Linked DNA regions of Mus musculus: all the other regions are linked to region 3. Evidence: chromatin contacts called from public promoter capture Hi-C data. All regions are on one chromosome and are shown on one strand. The core of a region is the stretch at or near the end of the contact, and the rest is flanking DNA. Distances in the headings are between cores, read along the strand shown.

Region 1 (4,081 bases), core at 880-3,379, 250 kb before region 3:
CCTGCTGAACTTCTTATTTTGACAGCTGACCTTCCCATATTTTGGAATTATAAGAAAGGAACGTTTGTCATTGAAAGCATTCATCTTAGAACTGAGATTAGTGTTACTATTTCAGTCATGATGTATTTCCCTTGAACCACTTAATTTTGAGGAATTCTCTTTTTTTTAAAAAATATTTTTTAAACTTATGTGAATACATGTGTGTCTCTGTGTGGATGTGCGCAGTTAGTGTAGATTTCCCCAAGCCAGAAGAGGATTCGATAGGACTGGACTCACAGCGGTTGTAAGTTCTTACCCCGAACTCCCACCTGGCTACTGGGAGCCTGGTCCTCTCCAAGAGCAGCAAGCACTCCTACCTGTCCTACCTGCTGAGCCTTCTCTCCAGTCCTGGACATGTCCTAATGACAACACATCTCCAAAAGATGGGGCTGGTCATGATGGCACATGCCTATCATTCTAGCCCTGGAGGCTGAGGCTGAGGCTGAGGCTGAGGCTGAGGCTGAGGCTGAGGCTGAGGCTGTGGCTGAGGTAGGACTGAGGAGTTCTAGACAACCTGGGCCATACAGGGATACCTTGCCCAAACAAAGAAACAAATGAACAAAAGCAAAACAAAATAAACCCCACAGGGTTTCTCTGTCCTGACTGGCTTCAAACTCACAACATCTACCTGCCTCTGGCTCACTAGTGCTGGGATTAAAGGCATGCATTACAAAACCTGGCTGGGATTTTGATTTCTTTGTTGAAGTTGTTGCTTGTCTAGAGAAGTGTGTTTAGTCATCAGCTCTGTACACGGGCCTATGAGGCAGGACAGCCTCAGACCAGCTTTTGTCAGAATAAGGACCTTTTGCCAGGTTACCTGCTGACTTCATCTAGGGAGGATATTAAATGTCAGTTTGGCTACACACACACACACACACACACACACACACACACACACACACACACACAAGCTTAATTTCCTGAAACCCAGCACCGCGTTTTATCTTTAAAAGCTAAGAACAAAAGCTATTGCTAGCAGGAGTTACAGGCAGGCTTGGTGGGTGAGATAGACCCCCACCTCCACCCTCTAGGGCGGATGGGATGCTGGAATCCGGTGGAAGCATGGATCACATTTAGCCAGACTCCCAGTCCAGGGACCACTGGGTTTACAGCAGGCTCCTGTAGCCTCCCAGACACCTCACTCCCACTCCCAATCCCCTTCGTGCCTGCCAGGCTGCGGCTGCAGACGAACTTTCACTACACTTTACTGGGCTTTGCAGGCAGGCAAGGAGCAGGATGAAAAGACTGAATGATTTTGGTGCTGGGATCCTTCCTCTCCATCCGCAGCAATGGACCCCATCTCCCCACAAAGGACAGGAGCGCAGTCTCAGCTGGTGGTTCTCAAATATGCTCTTTGGCCAATCAGAGCACCGCAAAGTCTGTTGCAGGCTGCGTCAAAAACATGCATGCCAGAAGCTTCATCTTCTACTAGGTTGAAGAGATGCTTGTAGCAGACTTGAGTGTTGAGGATCCACAGAGGCAGTTGGTTAAAGGAGCTGGCTGAGAAGATACACCTGGGGTGAGACGCTGAGAGAAACTACTGCAGGAGATTCTACTACCCACTCAGTGCGTGGCAGTGATGCCCGGGGAGTGGGATTTTGTTCTGCGTGGGAAGACCCCACCCCGGAGCAGAGCTCTGGGTAGGTGCTCTTGTTTACCTCCAACCCTGCAGTTCTCACTCAACGGCAAGAAAGGATGTGAACTGTTAGAGATAGGTAAGACCCAAGACGGCCGGCCTTTGGCCAGTGAACTTAGAACACAGTCGTCCTGGCTCTGGATCTGGTTCAGCATATCTGGATTGGAACCAGAAAACTGGTATCTTCTGAGGCCACGCCTCCTTGACCTCACCGCAAGCAGTTTTCCCTGGTCACTCTAAGAGTGACCACTATTGAAAGGAGCTGGGGGTGGGGTGTGTGTGTGTGTGTGTAAGTGGTCAACTTAGTCTTAGGAGTTTAATTATGGATTTTTAAAAAGAAGCTGTAAGAACTAACGGTCTAACATTTCACTTTAGTATTTAGGAAAGAGGCATAAATAGTATTGCGAAATGTTGCTTAAGGGCACCTGAAACTGGAGCTGTACCACACGGTGGCGCTGCTATCCTGAGTGTAGGCTGGGCCACTTCCTAATCTCCATGTGGCTAACAGTCTCCCCGCCGCTGGTATTCCTGACTTATTACTTACTAAGACCTATTTTCCATCTTGGCTGTCCCGGACCCAGACCTGCCGTGCTCCTGGGCCACGATCCCCAACTCTTACGTGATGGTTATGCTCTTTCTTCTGCACCTCTTAGGCCTTGTCTTTGCTCCTTTCCCAGAGTGATGGCTCTCTCCCTCCTCCCTCGGTCCCTTGCCTGGGAATTCTAAAGTCCTCCTTCTGTCTCCCTGCCCAGCCAGTGGCCACCGGCAACTTTATTTACCAATCAAAACCAATTGGGGGCAGGGTCCCTCACTATCTTATGTGCAGATTCCCATGTAATTTTGGGCACCCAATAAACACAATACAAGAGTTAGACCAAATCCACAACACTACCCAGCTGCAAACCTGTGACCCACAACAGTTGGCACATGGGTGAGATATATATAAAAATGCAATAAGTGGCATTTGCATGTTGGTGGAGTTGACATTCACTCGACAGAGGGCAACCATGCCTCGTACTGGAACTAGCTTCCCGGAACTAGCAAGGTCATAGAGCTGAGAAGAGAACGTATTACTACCACCATTGTTTTTATTTTTCAGAGACTACTTTTAATATGGGTTCTTAAACACTTTATCCTCCCTTCTAGGCTACCGCCCAGCAGAGGCAGTGGGAAAGAGAGGTTATTAGGATACGGGGAAGTCAACCTGTTTAGAAAATCAACAGTCCAGTTCACAGGTCAACATCGGCAGCTAGATACACTCGAAAACACTTCACAGATATACAGTCAGTCAGTTCAGGAGTGTTGGAATAGCAAACACAAATCAGCAGCTGTGGCATGACCTAGCAGATATAGCCAGGCCTCCGCTGACTCAGCATGAGTCAGCAGGGACACCAGGAGTTCTTTGCTGTGTCTCTCTCAACAAAGTGAAGATCTGTGAAGATACTACAAGCATTGCAAAGCTAGCTGTGCAAGCCCCCATCACTCTCCGTCGAGTCCTATTTATACTCTCTCCAAACATCATGTGTCCTCCATGGATCTTGCCTCATCACATGTCTTGCCTCAGCATGTGAGTCTGTCTTAACAAAACTCCACGTGAGTCTGGACCGGCTGACATCACTCTGCCAATCGACCCGAGTCCGGGGAAGTGGCAAGAAGCCGCCAGCACACCACCAGAGGTTTTTGGTGTGTTTCTCTCTATGGATTCATGGCAAGCAGAGCTCATCATTGCCATGTAAGGTGAACCAATACATGCCTGTCATTAGTGAAGCATCCTTCATCACGCATCCTTTCATGTGCAAAGGATGAAAAACATCCTTTCCCCTGTGTCTGCTTCAGAAAAACAGTCCTTCATGTGTTTGCCTCAGCAAAACAACAACCAACACAACTGACTTTCCAAAGAAACTGTAAGTTTCCACTTCATACCACTTTGCTAGACAAGCATAACTTCTTCCATCATTCTAAATCTTATCCTGTAGGTATCACACCTGTCAAAGGAGCCTCTCCTGGCAGCGAATGGAGACCACCACAGAAGACCACAACTGGACACAATGCAGAGACCAATAGATTGTAGGAGGCCCAGCCATGATGGAATATATCTACATCACAGCTCCTGCACCTATCTATGGCTTAGGGAACATTGTGGAAAAGGGGGCAAAGGGTTGTAAGATGCAGGATACAGAAAGTGAAACAGTCTTTTGTAGGCATGGCTGTGTAAACAAGGCCAGAGCAATGATGATATTGATGGATAGGTTAACATGGAAGGGGGAAGTTTTCATGGAGGCCCACCCCTAGACGACCTACAGGAAACTAATGACTGCTGGGAGAGAGACAATTGGCTTCTCTTAGGGATGAGCCTTTTATTGTTTGTCTAGTTCAGAGTGATCAACCTTGAGCCATATATACACC
Region 2 (3,992 bases), core at 412-2,911, 190 kb before region 3:
CCACTCAGCCGCCTTTAAAAGGTTTCATTACCTCCTGATAGCAGCTGTTTCGATCCAAGCCTAAATACAGACTCATCAAATTATCACAGAATAAATAAAATTATCACAGAATAAATAAAACAAAACTGAGATGGAAAATCACAAACATAAATAGGGAAATCACAAATAACTAAACGGCAGGATGGATGAAAAGAGATGCAGATGAACGCAGAGGGTTTTGTTATTGTTGTTTTCCTTAAGCAGTCTTTAATGAAAGCTGTGCACGAGATGTCTCTACTCCTGCATCTTCTCAATTGTTTTTTTCCTTATATTTGCCCTTCTCCTTTTCTACTTGCTTAGACTTGGCTTTTCTCTCCAGGAACTTCTTGCAGCCCTCATCCAGCTTTACCCTGGTGATACCCACCTTTCTGGGGTGGATGCCCGCATGGACAGTTGTGCCATTAGCCTTTTCTTGCTGAACTCATTCAGTGTAGGTTACTTATTTCTTCCTGCACACATGGACCACTTCGTGTGGACGGAACGTTACACTTCTGTCTCAGTTCTTTGGAAAAAGGGAAAGACGTGAACTTCCTCCGAATGTGAGAAGGCACGTTGAAATGCCGTTTGCGGTTCTTGCTTCAGTCAGAAGTCATGGAGGGACTGAACTTCCTTTTGGTGGCTGTGATCTAGCAATGGCACCAAGCCGATCCTATTTCATGACTGGATGTGTCCAGTGGTCCTGACACATATCAATTCAGTACAAACAAGAAAGTCTCAAAACAACAGTGCTCTTGAAATGGAAAACAATAACAATGACAAGAGAAAATAAACAAAAGCACCTGAAGGTTTTTGCTTTGTTTTTCAACACTCAGATTCCTACTTGAAGGGATCTGTGTTCTGAGGAGCCATGCACTGACAAGGACCGTGGTGAAGGCTGAGCAGGCACAGAGAGCAAAGTTGGGTGTTGGAAAATAGTGCTGTTTGATCTATAGCTATTTCCTTCCATCATCCACATTGTGTCTTAATGCTCTAGAGGGAACCAATCACCTATTCCAATACCCTCCTGCACAGAATGGATGCTTAAGAAGACAAAATAATAAATTCTTTAAAATGCTTAACAAAATGTGTTTCCTCTTTAGCCCTTCTCTCCATGTCTGGTGAGGTCACGGTTTCTATCCCTCTCTATCCTTCTGGGTGGAGTGAGGGGTGTGGAGATGGGGCTTAGTGGCGAGGGTCCTCAGACTCAGGGGTCAAGGAACCACACCAGGTTTTGGATATAAGCAGTGAATGAAGGCTTGTGCAGTGCTGTTCAATGACAGACACCGACATTCAGGGAGAGTCGTGGGCAGGAAGCAAATGAAGATAAGAGGCATAGGAGAAGGAAATAGACTGCCTCTCTGTTGTAAGCTCCCTTCCCACCGAGTGAAAAATGAGGAAGTCGTGGAAGGGTCTAGAAAGAGGAATATGGGACGGCACACTCTGGAGATGGAGATGAATCTGATCCTCTGCCAGCTGGCAATCCTCACTCACACTCAATTTCCAAGTCACTCAGTATTGGCTGTCAGAAGCTGAGAGATTTGGACGTTCCCCAAATGGACCACTCAAGATGCAAAGGAGAACAGACCATTGGGCCTTCGGACGCAAAGGACATATATGTGGCTTCTGCTTGGCCCCTCCCACACACCAACCCTCCGGGATATAGTTCTCCACCCCGACTGAGTTCTCGCCTCTGGTCATTGCTGCACAGGGAAGCCAAGACTTCACACAGGTAACTGGGTCGGGGTTGCCAGGGAGACCAGTGGGGCAAGAGATGTGTAAGGGATGCAAGGAAGGAAGGGCTCTAGGCCTTGGGTGGAAGGAAGTATGCAGATATAGAAGGGGTTCGTGTAAGGCTTGGGAATACACCAGCACTGCACTCTAGCTTGGGTTGTGGCCTCCACAATCCCTAGGCAAATTAAGACTCAAACTCAATATGTCTTGGCCCAGTTCCCAGCTGATTTCCATCCTAACTCTAGTCTTATCCCTAACCTTAGTTCTTTGCTTAACATACTTTTGGAGATATTTTAGATCCAAACCATAGTTCTTAACTACAATACACATGTTCATGTGTGTGTAGTTATACGTATAGATATATGTGCATGTATGTGGAGGCCAAGGACAAACATGGCTGTAATTCTCAGGAGCTGCTTACCTTAGTTTGCATGTGCATGTGCATGCGTGCGTGTGTGTGCATGGTATGCATGTGTGGGCTCCATGTGTGTAAGTGCATGCCTGCATGCATATGTGGCAGGCAGAAGCTGACATCAAGTATCCTTTGTTCTCTCTCTCTCTCTCTCTCTCTCTCTCTCTCTCTCTCTCTCTCACTTTCTCTGCCTTATTTTTATCCATCCCATAATCAGCCTCCAAACGCTGACACCATTGCATACACTAGTGGGATTTTGCTGAAAGGACCCTGATATAGCTGTCTCTTGTGAGACTATGCTGGGGCCTGGCAAACACAGAAGTGGATGCTCACAGTCAGCTATTGGATGGATCACAGGGCCCCCAATGGGGGAGCTAGAGAGAGTACCCAAGGAGCTGAGGGGAACAGCAACCCTATGGGTGGAACAACAATATGAACTAACCAGTGCCCCCCGGAGCTCGTGTCTCTAGCCTCATATGTATCAGAGGATGGCCTGGTCGGCCATCAGTGGAAAGAGAGGCCCATTGGTCGTGCAGATATAATAGAGGCCCATTGGTTGTGCAGACTTTATATGCCTCAGTGCAGGGGAACGCCAGGGCTGGGAAGTGGGAGTGGGGGTGGGGTGGGGGAGTGGGGGACTTTTGGGATAGCACTGGAGATGTGAATGAAGAAAGTACCTAATTTAAAAAAAAAAAAGACATGATCTTTCACTGAAGCGGAAGCTTGCCTTCTCAGCTCATCCTTCTGCTGATGAGTTCTCATGACGTCTCTCTGCCCCGTTCCCACAAGCACTGGGCTTACAAGAAAGAGTGTGCCACCACAACCAGCCTTTACATGGGTGCTAGGGATCCAAACTTGGGACCTCATGACTGGACAGTGAGCACTTTATCTTCCAAGCCATCTCCCTGTCCCACTCTTTTGTTTTGTTTTGTTTTGTTTTGTTTTGTTTTGTTTTGTTTTGTGTTTGAGTTAGGGTCTCTTACTGACCTGAATCTTGCTAAGTAGGCTGGGCTGACCTGACAGCATACTTCAGGGATCCAGCTGTCTCTGCCTCTCCAGAGATTACTAGCATGACAGACACCATGCCTAGATCTTCTTTCTTTCTTTTAAAACTTTATTTATTATTTGAATTATATGTACATGTGAGTCTCTGTATTTGGATGAGTGCTTTTGAGTGCAGGTGCCCTTAGAGGCCAAGGGAGTTGAATCTCCCTGGAGCTAGAGTCACAGGCTGTTAGGGGTTGCCCGATGTGGGAGCCGGGAGCCAACTCAGGTTGCCTGGAAGAACATTACATGCTTGTCTTAGGGTTTCTATTCCTGTATAAACATTATGACCAAGAACCAAGTTGGGGAGGAAGGGTTTATTCAGCTTACATTTCTACACTGCTGTTCATCACTAAAGGAAGTCAGGACTGGAACTCAAGCAGGTCAGGAAGCAGGAGCTGATGCAGAGGCCATGGAGGGATGTTGCTTACTGGATTGCTTCCCCTGGCTTGCTCAGCTTGCTTTCTTATAGAACCCAAGACTACCATCTCTGGATGGTACCATCCACAAGGGACCCCCCATCCCCATCACTAATTGAGAAAATGCTCCACAGCTGGATCTCATGGAGGCATTTCCCCAACTGAGCTCCTTTCTCTGTGATAATTCCAGCCTGTGTCAAGTTGACACAAAACTAGCCAGTACAATGCTCTAACCACTGGGTCATCCCTCCAGCCCTGCTCCCAGCTGCCTCACATGGGTTCTGGGGATGGAATATCAGCCCTCATATTTGCCTGGCAAGTACCTTATTGACTGAGCACAGTATTCTATTGCAGTCCTAACCTCAGCT
Region 3 (4,304 bases), core at 1,357-3,856:
TTCGTGGTTCCTCGCACCTGGATGACCATGGGTAAGAGCCTCCCATCGGGCTGTAGTTTCAGCATGACCAAAGGGGCTGTCACATATTGCTGCTTAAAAATGATGATGTTAGGTTTGACTCCATCCAGCAGGGAGAAATCAACTTCGAACAGAGATCCAGCCTGTGGGAACAGGGCGCATGCGCAGATGAAGAGGCTGGGTCAGATCAGATCCCTCCTTTCATTCGCTTTGCCAAAGGGGGTCCTCCTCTCTCTACCGCCCAACAATTTTATACTAAGCAACTGATCTCCCCAGAACTGATGCCCTGGGTGTACGGGTTGGTGCTTGAGCCTCCCTGAGGCTCTCCTCCCTGTTAAAGGGTGAAGGAGCTAAGACTACATCAGTTACAAATTTCAGCCACAGGTAATTCTGCTCCACCCCCCTCACACAGCCCGCCACCATTTGGCAATATTTTTGGTTGTCACAAAAGATGTACTACTGACATCTAATAGGTAAGAGGCAGGAGATATTACTAGGACATTACTATACAGGGGAACACCCTAAAAGAAAGAATTATATAGGTCACAACCATGGCATAGCTCCAAAGTTGAGAAACTCCAAGTGATGATGAAACCTGTCACCATTTTGTATGCTAACCTTAAAAAATGATCTAAGAAAAGAAATCCTAAATGCAGATAAAGGAGGGTATTGATGATGGAGTCACACAAGGAGAGGTGGGGGGGAAGGAAGCAAGGAAAGGGAAAGAAATCGGTCAGAACCATGGGGATGGGGTTGGGTGCATAAGCTAAACAGAGGCAGCTCAGCACCTTGAGCTCCTTCTCCAGCTGGGTCTGTACGTCTTCCATCCCTGGAGGCAGGACCAGCCGGGCTGGAAGGCGCATGGACCGCCTCAGGAGCATGGGGTTTGCACCGTTGAGGAACTGGTACCCAAAGAGAGCATCTTCCTTCCAGGAACCACGGACCCGCTCTGAAGACATCCGTTGAGAACACAGTGTGAGCTCTAAACGTGCCCTCCAGCCAACCCATCATCTCCTGCCCTCTCTCCCCAGTTCTCTCGGATAGCTGGGTTGGAATTCTGATTAAAGAGACTTTAGGAAATTGTGGTCACTGACCAGGCAGAGCAGTCTTTGTATGTGGGAATACTTTCTGGTAATCTTCCAGCTTTTGTACACGACTTACAAAATCTAGAGTCCCCTTAATAGCAAAGTTCTTCAACCTGTGCAAAGAACACCGTGCAAGAAGATCAAGAAAGAGCCCACCTTACAGCTTAAGGCGAAACTGCGCAAACTCAACCAAGTACTCACTCTTTGACCAGAGAGAGGGAAAAATCTAAATCCTTATCCTTCATGAATCTCTGGTTCCGGGGGAGGTCCCGTTCAGTACTCCCTGCTATAGGCAGGATTAATCCCTCCTTCCAGGAGCCCCACCTGGGGAACAGATACGGAGCCTTACGTGAGACAGTGGGTTTGGAGGCTCTAGAGGGCGATCGACAGTTTTCTTGAACTCACCGATACACATTCCTTCTGTTCTCCAGCTCCTGCTCTCGATACTTCCTAAACAGGTTCTGAGTGTCATCAGTTACCTTCAGGGCTGGAAGAAGCAGACACAAAAGTGTGTCCTCTTAGGGCACCGCTCTGTGCCCTCCATCTCATCCTTTCTCGTCTCCCCCGCTCCCCTCTATCTCTAATCTTTTCTGTAATTTATTTCATAACAAGCCCAACGACCTCCTGCATCCTTCAGCGGCACCGCCAGAGTCCTCACCAGTGCCCTCGGTTAGGCAGATAGTCTCCTTGCCCTGCACCCAACTGTAGCAGGGGAAAAAGGCTTCTCCTTGGGTCCCAGGGCCCTGCACAGTGATGCTCTTGCAGAACCAGTCAGAATCCAATAGGCCTTTCTGTTTGCGCAGCTTCACCGCCAGGAGGCGCCCTAGATGCAAGGGGACGTCGACCTCCAGCTCTGTCTTCTGTGGGATAGGACACAGCTCCTAAGCAAGTCTGGGGTCCTCCGTGTGGGCAGCAGTGTCAGTGAGCCCTCGGAGAAGCTTGGCTTTGGCTCCAATTGCCCTTCTAAGAAGCACTCAAGGAAAGAGACCTGAACCGAGTGGCGTCGAGGAAGGAGCGGGGCGCTCTGCTGGGCTCCAGGCTCCTCTGTGCACCTGCAGCGCTCCCCAGTGTTGTCTCATCCCCGCCCCCTCTTTCTGCCCAGCCCCTCTCTCCTATTCCTTTCTCTGTCCCCTTTTCTCGCAGCCAGCCCACCTGCGCCTGCTATCACTCCCGGATCACCTTCTCAGTGGTTCTCTGGGATCAGGCTTCCTCCCCTCCCCACAGTTCCCAGAACCCCTGCAGAGTCTCAGATCCCCGGTTCTCCGCGAGAGCCCCACGTAGTGGCCGGCACTCACCCTTCCCAGCAGTGGCCGCAGCTGCTTCCCAAGGTCCGCCTCTCCATGCTCGCCCACCAGCCACAGATGCACCAGGTTGGCGGAGCCCGCAAAAACCGAGTCTCCAGTGGCTACGAGGATCTTGTACTTGACCATCTCGGCTGATCCTCTAGAGGGACCTGGGGGGAAACTGCTCTTAAGAGGATCTGAGAGGCTGCCTCCAGAGAGTCACACCTAGACCAGAGTTTGGTGTATTTGAATTGCCCCCGCCCACTCAGGTCCCTCCCCAACTAAGGAGCAGGTATCTGATTCTCACCTTCACTGTCTCTAGATGGTTTGCCAGCAGTTTCCAAAAATGCATCCCTACCTTGTTTTCTTGGCAAGGGCTTCATGCCCAGCCCTGAGCTAAGCACATCAGCTAGCTAAGTCTCACGCCCACCCAATTTTAGTGGAAAAAAAAAGCGCAGCAGGCAGTGATGACAGCAGTAGAAAGGCTTTGGGTGGGGCGCGCTTTTCCGTGGAAGTGAGCTTAGCATCTTGGCAAGGACCAAAGAGTTTTGTTGTTGTTTTTGTTGAGGACAGGTGCAGTAGAGGTGTTCATTGTTCAAACTGGAGAGCCCGAGGAGGGAGTTTGGAATTTCCCTATAGTCTGGAAGTTTCCATTGGACCTCCCTGAAACCTGATCTTTGAAGACAAAGCTTTAGGCTGAGCACCCATACTGTGGACAAACTGCAGGGAAGGGGACAGGGAAAGGAACAGGAGAGAGGACTCTCTTCAGGACTAAGTCTTCCCACCACATCTCCCAGAGTTCGGCCCCCCTTCCTCCTCAGAGCGAGTACAGGGGTATACCTCTCTGTCCTGTGACACTCCTGCCTCTGTCCAGGTGCTCCTGTGCTCCTGTGGACAAAAGTCCCTGAATCCACAATGGATTTTGCTTAAGAGCTAACTACTTAACTAACTGATCCCTTGCCTCGTGGTCGAAGAGTCCGTCAAAACATGCGGCTGAGAGCCGGGCGTGGTGCACGCCTTTAATCCCAGCACTCGGGAGGCAGAGGCAGGCGGATTTCTGAGTTCGAGGCCAGCCTGGTCTACAAAGTGAGTGCCAGGATAGCCAGGGCTTCACAGAGAAACCCTGTCTCGAAAAAAACAAAAACAAAAACAAAAACAACAAAACAAAACAAAACAAAACAAAAAAACATGCGACTGAGACCTGAATCTAAAAGTATAGATGTACTTTCTCAGACAAACGGGGGGGGGGGGGGGGGGAGGACACGGACTTGCCATTAGTTTATAGTGGAGCGGGTGCTTGAAGGATCTTGCAGAACAAACACTAAATGCAACTTGTCTAGTTCTTTACCAGTTTTCCCTCAGCCTTTCTTGTTGTTTGTTTTTGGAGACAGGCCCAACCCCTTTCTTGTGTTCCTTTCACTCCAGGACCCCTGCAGAGTCCCAGGTCCCCAGGTCTCTGTGAGCCCAGTTGTGGTCCTGCACTCGCCCTTCCCAGGAGAGCTGAGACAGCCCTGGTTGTCCTGGAACTCACTCTGTAGACCAGGCTGGTCTTGAACTCAGAGAGATCCATCTGCCTCTGCCTCTGCCTCTGCCTCTGCCTCTGCCTCTGCCTCTGCCTCTGCCTCTGCCTCTGCCTCTGCCTCTGCCTCTGCCTCTGCCTCTGCCTCTGCCTCTGCCTCTGCCTCTGCCTCTGCCCCTGGGTGCTGGAATTAAAGGCTTGTGCCACCATGCCTGGCTTTTTATTTTTTAAACAGTTATCTTGGCTACTTCGCATCAGTATCATGGCAGGGCTTTTTAAATGCATCTTGCTTATATAGTCAGAGAATATTCTATTTGATTCTAATTTTAAAAATATAGCTATGCTACCATCCCAGTGCTAATATTTGTTTATGGGTTGCACAATTTTACAATAATCATA

The links. Promoter capture Hi-C pulls out the DNA fragments that hold promoters and counts their contacts. Capture Hi-C pulls out chosen DNA fragments and counts their contacts.
Region 1: a promoter capture Hi-C map of liver shows a contact between it and region 3, with 2.0 times the contacts expected there. The contact joins the enhancer-like site here to the promoter of Alox12e in region 3. A contact is called at or near these places in 11 of 39 promoter capture datasets (the 3T3-L1 cell line, the C10 cell line, the HPC-7 cell line and 6 more), 16 of 484 Hi-C or Micro-C datasets (B cells, the Ba/F3 cell line, the C2C12 cell line and 12 more), 2 of 115 datasets of contacts at active chromatin or transcription factors (both in embryonic stem cells) and 3 of 9 other capture datasets (adipose tissue, liver and pancreatic islet).
Region 2: a promoter capture Hi-C map of liver shows a contact between it and region 3. The contact joins the promoter of Mgl2 here to the promoter of Alox12e in region 3. A contact is called at or near these places in 3 of 39 promoter capture datasets (the C10 cell line, cranial neural crest and trophoblast stem cells), 1 of 484 Hi-C or Micro-C datasets (the Ba/F3 cell line) and 3 of 9 other capture datasets (adipose tissue, liver and pancreatic islet).

The regions. Positions count from the first base shown.
Region 1 is chr11:70,072,727-70,076,807 of GRCm38.p6, forward strand. No RefSeq gene overlaps it. Among named protein-coding and RNA genes, the nearest start is that of Gm32946, 2.9 kb to the right of the region's middle. Within about 2 kb of position 2,130, at least 39 of the 459 cell types and tissues checked have an H3K27ac peak or open chromatin away from gene starts, as enhancers often do. A contact at or near this core is called in the C2C12 cell line, adipose tissue, liver and 1 more, where this site is marked.
Region 2 is chr11:70,128,696-70,132,687 of GRCm38.p6, forward strand. Mgl2 (macrophage galactose N-acetyl-galactosamine specific lectin 2) reads left to right here and starts at 1,662. Exons shown (of 10, transcript NM_145137.2): 1 at 1,662-1,747. It also overlaps the pseudogene Gm12311.
Region 3 is chr11:70,319,924-70,324,227 of GRCm38.p6, forward strand. Alox12e (arachidonate lipoxygenase, epidermal) reads right to left here and starts at 2,607. Exons shown (of 14, transcript NM_145684.2): 1 at 2,399-2,607; 2 at 1,762-1,963; 3 at 1,509-1,590; 4 at 1,305-1,427; 5 at 1,113-1,216; 6 at 807-967; 7 at 18-161. The coding sequence starts at 2,533.